Regions from separate parts of the Sus scrofa genome. Here region 1 is linked to region 2. The links are chromatin contacts, called in public HiChIP or PLAC-seq maps. All regions are on one chromosome and are shown on one strand. Each heading gives the region's core, a stretch centred on a gene start, on an enhancer-like site or on the middle of the called end of the contact. The rest is flanking DNA. Distances are from core to core; before and after follow the strand shown. Region 1 holds the start of OTUD4 (OTU domain-containing protein 4). Region 2 holds the start of SMAD1 (SMAD family member 1).

Evidence for each region. HiChIP or PLAC-seq counts read pairs in DNA pulled down with a chosen protein or histone mark.
Region 1: an H3K27ac HiChIP or PLAC-seq map of alveolar macrophages shows a contact between it and region 2. The contact joins the promoter of OTUD4 here to the promoter of SMAD1 in region 2. A contact is called at or near these places in 1 of 47 Hi-C or Micro-C datasets (heart right ventricle) and 1 of 2 datasets of contacts at active chromatin or transcription factors (alveolar macrophages).

What each region holds. Positions count from the first base shown.
Region 1 is chr8:83,238,458-83,243,236 of Sscrofa11.1, reverse strand. OTUD4 (OTU domain-containing protein 4) reads right to left here and starts at 2,478. Exons shown (of 21, transcript XM_021100662.1): 1 at 2,126-2,478. The coding sequence starts at 2,284.
Region 2 is chr8:82,985,532-82,990,334 of Sscrofa11.1, reverse strand. It overlaps SMAD1 (SMAD family member 1), which reads left to right and starts at 2,426. Exons shown (of 7, transcript NM_213965.1): 1 at 2,426-2,609.

The sequences.
Region 1 (4,779 bases), core at 1,229-3,728, 250 kb before region 2:
GCAGGCCCAAGTCCAGTAGTGTAAAAAGGGAAGGGCCAGTCTAAATCAGGTAATTTGGAGGGAAAGACTCCTGCTAATTCAAGTCTTCCCCCCAACCTCCACCCCCACGGGCGGCCGTTTAGATTACTTACAGGGACTTCTTTTTAGAAATGACAATTATTTTGAATTTACTGGAGAAATCATTGGCACAAAAAGTAAATCCTTTGCACATATTTTAAAGGGCAGCCTGAGGTTGCTATTACTTTCTTCCCCTGCCCCCTACAACACACACTGCCTCTGGCCATCAAGGCTACACCTTTAGTCCCTGACTACTGAAAAACTGAGCTTTGCCCCAAGATTCACGGTATTCAACTTTCTAAAAGCTCAGTACATTAAAAGCCAGAGTCACATAATTGGAAGGGTTATTCTCTTAAACCTAACCTAAATCCCATCGAATAAGACACAGTAAAATGGCTTAGCTGAGTTCTTGGTGTAACCAGCTAGCTCTTGTTCCTTTCTACTTAAAAACAGATTCTGTATAATCAAGTTAGCCAATTATCTATGGCATGTAGTACTGAAACCAGAAACACTTTCACGTTATAAGCTAGGATGTGGGATATTTCAACTCCAAATAAGCACCACACTTCCTTTACTTCTATTGGTTGTCACCTCCTTCCTTAGCCAACTCTAGCTAGAGTTAACAACATGTGTCAATAGACAGTTTACTTTCACCTCCTCCTTCTGCTTCTGGAGGTGCTGAGGAATCCAGGAAGGCTGAGGTAGAGAACAGATGGAGATCAGGAAAATTCATGAATGGGACAGTTTATCTACCCAAAGTAAAGACTGGGGTGTGTTGGTGGGAACTCATCCCAAAGCAATGTAAGAACATCCTCAAACTCTAAAAATACTATTGAACTGAAAAAGACAGAGTGCGACTTGGGGAGCTTGGTTCAGAATGTCTGAATGATAAGGCCTGCAACAAATGCAAAGGTATGGACCAGTTAAATCAATTTCTTGTTTTAAAAAAAAGATTTCTTGCTACTATGTGAAAACAAGGGCCTTTGGAAAATAAATGACTGGCCTTTGGAGGTAGAAAAAAATGAGAATAGAGTGGTCTACAGATGTTAAGGAAAACATTTGCTCACGAACAGAAATTTGGAAAACTATTTAGCATTCAAAAAAGGTGAGAGAAAGAGAACTGTAAAGACTCCGAAGGTGGGAGGAGAGGGGAAGGGAGGCGTGGATCTTAAGCCAAAGAAAAGCAAACTGTGAGAGAGGAAATACAAACCAGGGCAGTAATGTGAAACTTTTGTCCAACTATTTCAGCAGCTATTTTTTAATATAGGATGGGTTTTGGTGACTGCATACCTACCAAGTACACAGTGTTATGTAACACGGAATAAGCCCTTTTCCAGAAACACAAAAAATCAGAAATACCCTCCCAAGAACGGTGTTAGAAAGAGATTTCGACCATCAACGGGGAGAAATTCGGTTTAAGGGCCTAAAAGAACCACAGGTATATACAACCTTCCTACCACCAAGAGCGAAACACTTAAGTCAGTCATTTTTCGTATACCTACATTGCCTTACAAAGGATAATAAAGTATGGAATCTACTCAAAGACAATTCTCTTCCAACATTCTCTATTTTCCAAAGTCAGGCTTTTCCCAAACCGCACATTTCCTCCTCCTGATTCGGATGGACCTCGGCGGGCTTGGCTACCCCGCGTTCCAAAGTCCAATAACAGGAAAAAATCACGTTCCCGGAGTCAAGGCTAGTGCACCACCTCCTCTAGTCAACATTAGGTTTACTGGCGTGAACACTGCATATAAAACCAGAGCGGATGAATGCGGAACCGACGGGGGAAACAGCATTTCGCCAAGTCCCCAGCCATCAATCAAGTACACGGGCTCTCAGCAGGCCTCACCGGCTAGCCTCAACTAATTATCCTTTCGCCAGGAAGGACGACAATCAGGTTTTTAAGTTTCGATTTAAAGGTTCCAGACCCAGGGCAGCGCCTCGTTCCGGCGTGACAATGGGCCACTATGACGACAGCTGGGCCACGCGCAGCCGGGCCCGGCCGGCCTGCCGCCTCCCACCCGGCCCCGCCGCCTTCCTCCTCCCCGCCCGGCGGCCGCCACATTACCTGCTCCGCCACGGCCCGGAACAGGCACGACCCGTCCTTGGCGACCAGTTTCCGATACAAGCCCAGTTTCCGAAGATAGGCGTCCATGGGCGTCGCGTCCTCGCGGGGCCCCGCGCCGCCCTGGTCGCCGCCGTCCGGGGCGCCGACGGCCGCCTCCATGTTGCCGGTCGCGCTGCAGGCCCGGCGCGGCGCGGGCTAGCCCCACATGGCAGCGCCGCCGGCTCCTCGACGCCCGGGCCGGGGACGGGCGGCGGCTCGGGCTCGCACTCCGGCTCGGGCTCGGGTTCCGGCTGGTCGGGCGGCGGCGGCAGACGGCGGCCGGGGGCTGCGGTCCGCGCTCATAGGGAGCCCTGCCTAATGCACGGCCGGGCGCACGCGGCCGCCTCCCGAGCGACCACGCGCCCAGGGGCCAGCGGGGGGAATTCACCAACACCCGAGAGCGAGGAGTCACTTCCCTGCGGCCTCGCCGCCCGATTCAGCTACTGGGCCGGGGGTCGCAGCCCGGCCTCCGGGAGGAAACCTCCGCCCCCCGAGCGCGCGGGCCGGATCAGGTGAAGCAAGGCCCGCGGTCCCCGCACAGCCCCCACACCAGGAGCCCAGGAAGCCGAAAGAGAAAGACGCGGCCTTTCGTCTCCCCACCTCGCAGGAGGGCGCCGGAGGGGCGGGGAGCGGGCGGGGGCGCCGGGTGGAGGGCAGCACCCTCGCAGCCCAGAATTTGTTTTCGCTTTCGGCCCGACAGCGGAGAGGACGGTGGGAGGTGTAGTTTACGCGGCTGCAGGAAGTCGGCCTGCGGCGGGCGGGGACGCGTGGCCGGCCTACCCCTGGGAGGCGCCCGCGAGGCACGCGGACTACAAGTCCCTACAGCGCGGGGCCCAAGCCGCCGCCGCCCGGAGCCGGCTTCGCGCTTTCCCCGCACAGCGTCCGCGAGCAGGCCGAGGGTCTCAGCTAGCAGACGCGCCGCGACCTGCGCGCGCTGCCCCGCCCGCCATCCACCCACTGCGCCGCGGGGCCGCGGGAAGTGCGCGCGCCCTGCGTGCGTGGAGTTGCCTGGGACACCGAGGCCGCTGGGTCGGCCCTTTGTGTATTTGCAAACAGAGGGCGCACCTGTCTGCTCCCCTCCCCCTGGCCTCGGCTCCTGGCGTTTCCATGGAGGTGGCTTTAAGGGCTTAAGCAGAAAATAGAGCTAATTGGCGAAGGCTCCTGGAACCGACACCTTGCGGGGCGACACAGACTGTCCATAAATCAACCGTAGACTGCTGATTCCTCTTAGAGGGTAGAAGTACTGCTCAAGCACCGTGGCAGAATGATGCCTTTGCCACAGACCTTGTGGTTCCCCCTCCCCCTCCAGCACAAAGATATGTCGCTGGTCGGAAAAAGAGATTTTCTATTAAAAATTCATCTTGTAATTGTTTAATAAAGTGCTGGACCTGCCCTGGATTCCAGTGCTTGCTGGAACCCAGGGGAAGTTTTAAGCTTGTTGGATCTTCCCGCTCAACTTCCTACCCTCCGAAATTGAATGACTATTTATGCTTTAGAACCCAGAATTTATCCAGCATGTTTTTGTGACACCAGAATTTCATTTACTGAAGAGCATCTGGTGTCCTAATCATTTAAGCACGTGGTTAATCATAAAATCCACACCAGCGGTAAAGCCACGATGCAGCCGGGCGGGGCTGGAGGAACTAAAGGATTATTGTAGGTTTAGACGTGGTCACACTCTTTGCAATGGGGGCAAAGCAGGCCAGATGGTGAGAAGCCAGTGCAAATTACTAAAAACTCTATTTGAGAAATTTGTTTTCAGTACTGGGTGCAATTAATGATTTGTGTATTCACATTTTTAAATGTTAAGTTTCAAAGATTCAATATCCAATTGCGTTTTTAGAGAATACAAAAAAGTATTCTGACCTAAATGAATTTTTTTCCAATATTTAATTTTGTACATTCTGTAGAGAAATAAACACTCAGAATCACTTTTAGAAAAATCTAGATTTAAGCCAAATGTGTTCTTTCCTTAAAAATATGTATACATTGCCTATACTTCTCATTCCACTCAAAAATAACTACCCAGTGTTGTCACTATTTACAGTGTCTGGCTTTTCTTCTTTTAAAACATGGCTTGCTTTTCTTTTTTTTACACCCATGTGGGCATGCAGAAGTTCTCTGGGCCAGAGTTTGAACCCACACCATGGCCATAGCCCAAACCACAGCAGTAACAAATGCTGGATCCTTAACCACTAGGCCACCAGGGAACTCCAAACATGGCTTGCCTTTTAAACCCACAGAGGAACTGAAAAGAAAGTAATACGTAAACTCTAGAGCTTAAATATTTACATATTGAATTCTTTTTTTCTTTCTTTTTCTTTTTGTTTTCTTTCTTTCTTTCTTTCTTTTTTTTTTTTTTTTTTTTTGACATATGGAAGTTTCTGGGCCATGGGATCAAACCAGAGCTACAGCTGCAACCCACACCACACCTGTGGCAATACTGGATCCTTAACACTGTTCAAGGTCAGGGATTAAATCCATGCCCAAGCTACCAGAGACAATGCTAGATCTTAACCTGCCACACCACAGCAGGAACTCCTAAATATTGAATCCTTAAAATGAGTAGATTTGGTAGCATTAATTTAAAAAGCAACAGACTTGCTGATATGCCA
Region 2 (4,803 bases), core at 1,177-3,676:
ACAAGAGAACTGCCAGGGGGAGGGTTTTTTGATACCACGGCATTAACATGCAAGCCACATTCAAGTTTTCACAGTTGTCCCGATAACGTCATTTTTTAAAAAATCCAATTATTTTTTTCTTTATTGGCCGCCCCGTGGTATACGGAGTTCCTGGGCCAGGGATCAGATCCTAGCTGCGGTTGGGCCCTATGCTGGAGCTGCAGCAATGCTGGATCATTAACCCACTGTGCCTGGTCAAGGATCAAACCTGCGTCCCAGGGCTTCAGAGATGCCACTGATCCCGTTGCGCCACAGCGGGAACTCCAAAAAGGTCCACTTTTCCAGGACCATTTAAAGAAATGACCAGCACAAGGGGCAAAATCAAATTTCATAGCATGCATAGTATTAGTAATTATCATTTGTGGCTACTAGGACTGTGCTGAGAGATGTCATCTACAGGTTGAAAAAATTACCAAAATACCAGTTCTATGTCTTTTTATAGGTTTCTCCCCAACTCAGGATCCAATCAAGCATCAGTTGCCATTTCTTTCTTTCTTACTTTTTTTTTTTTCAAAAACGGCTTTATCGAAAGAAACTTCACAAGCCACATAATTTGCCCACAATTCATCGGGCTTTAGAATATCCACAGAGTTGTGCAACCATCACCACAAACTAATTTTAGAACATTTTTGTCACACACCCCCCCCCCAAAATCCATAACCTTTAGCGGTCACGTTCCCGCTCCTTATTCTCCCAAACATAGACAACCACCATTCTGTCTCTATAGATTTGCCTATTCTGGATATTTTATTTTTTTGTCTTTTTAACACTGCACTCGAGGCATATGGAGGTTTCCAGGCTAGGGGTCCAATCCGAGCTACAGCTGCTGGCCTACGCCACAGCCACAGCAATGTGGGACCCGAGCTTCGTCTGTAACCTACACCACATCTCACCGCAACTCCGGATCCTTAACCCACTGATGGAGGCCAGGGATCAAACCTGAAACCTCATGGTTAATAGTCGGTTTCATTAATCACTGAGCAACTACGGGAACTCCATTTATATTTTATATAAATGGAAGCTTACAGTCTGTGGGGTTTTTGTCTAGCTTCTTTCACTTAGCATAGGGTTTGCAAGTTTCATCCACGTAGAATGTCAGAACTTCATTCCTTTTTATGACTGAATGTGTTCCATTGTGTGCATACAGCACATTCTATTTATCAAAGGAGGGTTTGAGCACAGTAGTGACCTGTTTGGAGTGGCATTTCACAAGGCTCATTGCAACTGTTGCTGCCAGGGGTAGAGAATGAATTAACTGTCAAATGCTGTTCTTAGGGGAAACAAGACAAGGCCCAAGAATTGACCTGTAAGTGCTCAAATAATTGAACGAAGAAATTAGCAGACATAGTCTGACTATATATAAACAGTATTTTATGTATTTGGGGGGACCTGTTGCATTTCTTTTGAATGATTAAACATGGGATGTAGCAATAAGATGGTTAATAAGTAAGAATTTAAAATGGAATGTGCACATGTAAAGTACATGACAATTGGAGAATACCATTAATTTGACTTAAAAAAAATGATGGTAATAGTTCTTTTGGAACACGTAAATTTACTCCTCAGAATCATTATTCTCTAAACATAACCTTACCCTAATCATCCAAGATTTCAGGCCAGCTTCTAGAGAGCCGGCTAAGAGAAGAAAAAACTCTCATAAACAGACATTTTTAATGTCTGTGCAGATCAGGTGGATGGGAGCTAGTTTAGTTTTATTTTGGGAAGTTGGTGTCAACCAAAAGGTGGCAGAACCTGGATCAAAAAATTGAGAGTTCTGTTGCGGCATCTGTCATTTGGAGCAAAGACGTTAACTACTGGAATCTCTAGATCCTGAAACTGGCATCAAACACATGTATTGATTCAAGGTTTGGGCTAAGTACAAGAAATAGTTACTAGGTTATCCAGTTTTCAGTACGTGCAACTTCTGGGGCTTGCAAATCTTTGAGGAGTGAGGGGCAAGGAAAACTAGACCTAAAAGGCGAGGCTCGAAAGGTGATGATCAAAAATGCACTCTATGTTTAAAATGCGATTCGGTGGGCGGGGTGGCCAAATGTTTCGGAAAATAAACATAGAACGCGGAACTTCCCTTGCAGGTAAGGCTGAGTTGGCTTCACGGGGACCAGAGGAGGCAGGGACAGCCGTTTCGATTCCTAGGAATCAGCGGGGCGGTGGGCGGGGGAGGCGGCGCGGGCCCGGCGCTCGCGCTGGCGGGGCCGGGAATTTGGAGAGGATCCCTGGTCGCGCGGCGGCGGCGGCGGCGCGCGCGGGTGCGCGTGTGAGCGAGCGAGGGAGCGGGAGGGCGAGTGCGCCCGGTATTGGCAGCGGAGGAGTGGAGGCTGGGCGGCTCCGACTCCCTGACGCCAGCGCGACCAGATCAATCCAAGCTCCCGGAGCAAGCGAGCGAGCGGGCGGGCGGGAGGAGGAAGGAGAGGCCGAGCCGCTGAGCCCGAGCCGAGGCGCGGGGAGGGACCCTGCGAGCGCAGCGCCCGGCCGGCCGGACCGGGGCCGCGGGGGACCCCGCTCGCCCGGCCACCTCGTGCGCCCGCGCGGACGGGCGCGCAGCCAACCCGGTAAAACGAAACAGACCCGAACCCAACTTTCTCCTCCGCCGCGTCCCCGCCCTCCCTTCGGCGCCCCGCGGACTTTCCAGCGCCGCCGCCACCGCCTCGGGTTGGGGCGGGCGCGGGCCAGCCGGGTGGCCGCGGTCGTGCACCGGGCCAGTGGTGCGGTTGAGGCGGAGAGGGGGCTCTTCCCCGCGTGGGGCGGACCGGCACCCCCCCCCCCCATGATGGCGCCTCCCGGCAGCTCTAGGGAACCAACCTGCCACCTTCTCTCCCCTCGCGCTCCGCCAGCCAGGCTGGGCTTGGGCCGGAGTGCCCCCTGCGTCTTTGTTGGGTCCCCGGCGGGGACGCCGCGTCCCTTGGCCCCCAGCCTCGCCCCGATCCCTGCCCGCGGCCGGCCCTCGGCGGCCACCCTCCCCCCTCCGCCCGTTTCCCTTTCCCTTCCTGCAGCCGGGCCTGAGCCGTCGGCGCGGCCCGCCGGGCCCATTGTGTCCCGCGCCGGCCGGGCGACCCCTGCGGGAGTCGGAGGGCGGCCGCGGGCGCTGTCCTTTCCGCGAAGTGGGGCTCGCGCGAGGGGGCACCCGGTGCCCTGCGTCCCTCCGGCTTCGGGCCGGGCTCCCTCTTCTGCCCCGGCCAGCCTCTTGAGGGTCGAGGTCAAGGAAAGTTCTCACCTAAATTCTCTCTAATTTAGTCAAAGGTTTGGCTGCACGTAATTTTTTTTTTTCTCTTCCGCCTACCCCCCCCCCCCCCCCGCGCCCCGAGTCTCCAAGTGTCGTCTCATTCCTTTCCCTTTCCCGGATTTGATTGCCTCACTGCATGTGTATTTGTGAGTTCGCCGTGGAACAAGTGTTCATTTACTCTGCGCATGGTCTTTGTTAGTGTTTCTCGGGGTTGTTTCTGCAGGAAGGTGGGGGTGGTGGGTGTGAGAGAGACAGACGTGGGCTTGTTTTTCTAGTTGCTTAATACATATGAAGGCTTCCCAGGGAGAGCGTTTCCTTGATGTACTTTGGGAAGGGAGGAGGAACAGATGCCTGCCGGATCTTACAACTCCAGTAGCTGCGGCTTTTGTTTATTTTGAGGCGTGGACGATGTTTAAATGCACCGTGCAAGATCCCCAGTAAGGCGCTTTCCCTTCTGCAGATCGAGGAGCGTCTCAGAACTGTCTCCTGAGAAAGCACCATTGTCGTGAGAGCTCTGACAGCCGGCCTTTTTCTTTCCGCTGAGGTTCTTTTGCCATTGCAGCTGAAGTTTCAAAGTCTATGGAATGATCCCAGAAGTTGCCTGAGCTCTGTATGCCTTTGCGTTGCTGAAACTCTTCGCGATTAGCTCGATCGCAGAATGCCTTTATTTCAGAGCATATCTCGCTCTCCTTGGCTGTCGTGGATGACGTGCCCACATTCAGGAACACAGTGAGAAAACTGTCTTCTGCCCATGTTGATTTTTCGTCTTGTTTCTAATTACTCCTTTGCACTTTATTGGCGGTAGGTGAGCGGTCTTGGAACCAGGATTTCAGAAGAATTGAGGCAGAATCAATGTTCACCGCCCCAGGATTTTCAGTTAGTATAAATATTTTGCATCAGTGTTATTCTGATGGAGGTGCCAGGCCTAAATCTGCTGTGCTGATTTAAGTATTTGTCCTCTGTCCTCCCTCCCTCTTTGCATTTGCAGTTACTTGATATTTCTGTGCAGGTGGTGTACATTTGTGTAGTATTGCCATTCTTAGGAAACTGTAACCAGGGTCGTGGGAGATGATTTTCTAGAGGTGGGTGATGCCAGAGTCTCTGGAGGATCCGGGCAGGATCGGGTGTCTTCTGAGGGTAGGGATTTGTCCTTGATTTAGTTTTGACCCTTCCAACCATAGGTATGTAACTAAATACATTTTTCCTTCTTGCAGTATCCTTTGGTTTTGTACCTTCGAAGAGCTGATGACCTTTGCATTTTAGAGAAATGATAGTTTTTAGGCGGTTAAAAATGTTACGCTCTTACACCTCTTGGCATTTATTTATTTTTTCCAAGTTCATTAAAGCGTTAAGAGCAGGTAAGCCTCGTTTTCCCCAATACATTTATTAGTTGAAAACTAAATTGCAGTTTGTAATTTTGATTTCTAGTAATTCTGGGTTTAGTAACTTGGTTAGATTGGAAAAAGAATAAACTTGAGTGTAATTAGATGAGTATATTTAAGCTGCAGTCGCCTACATAATCA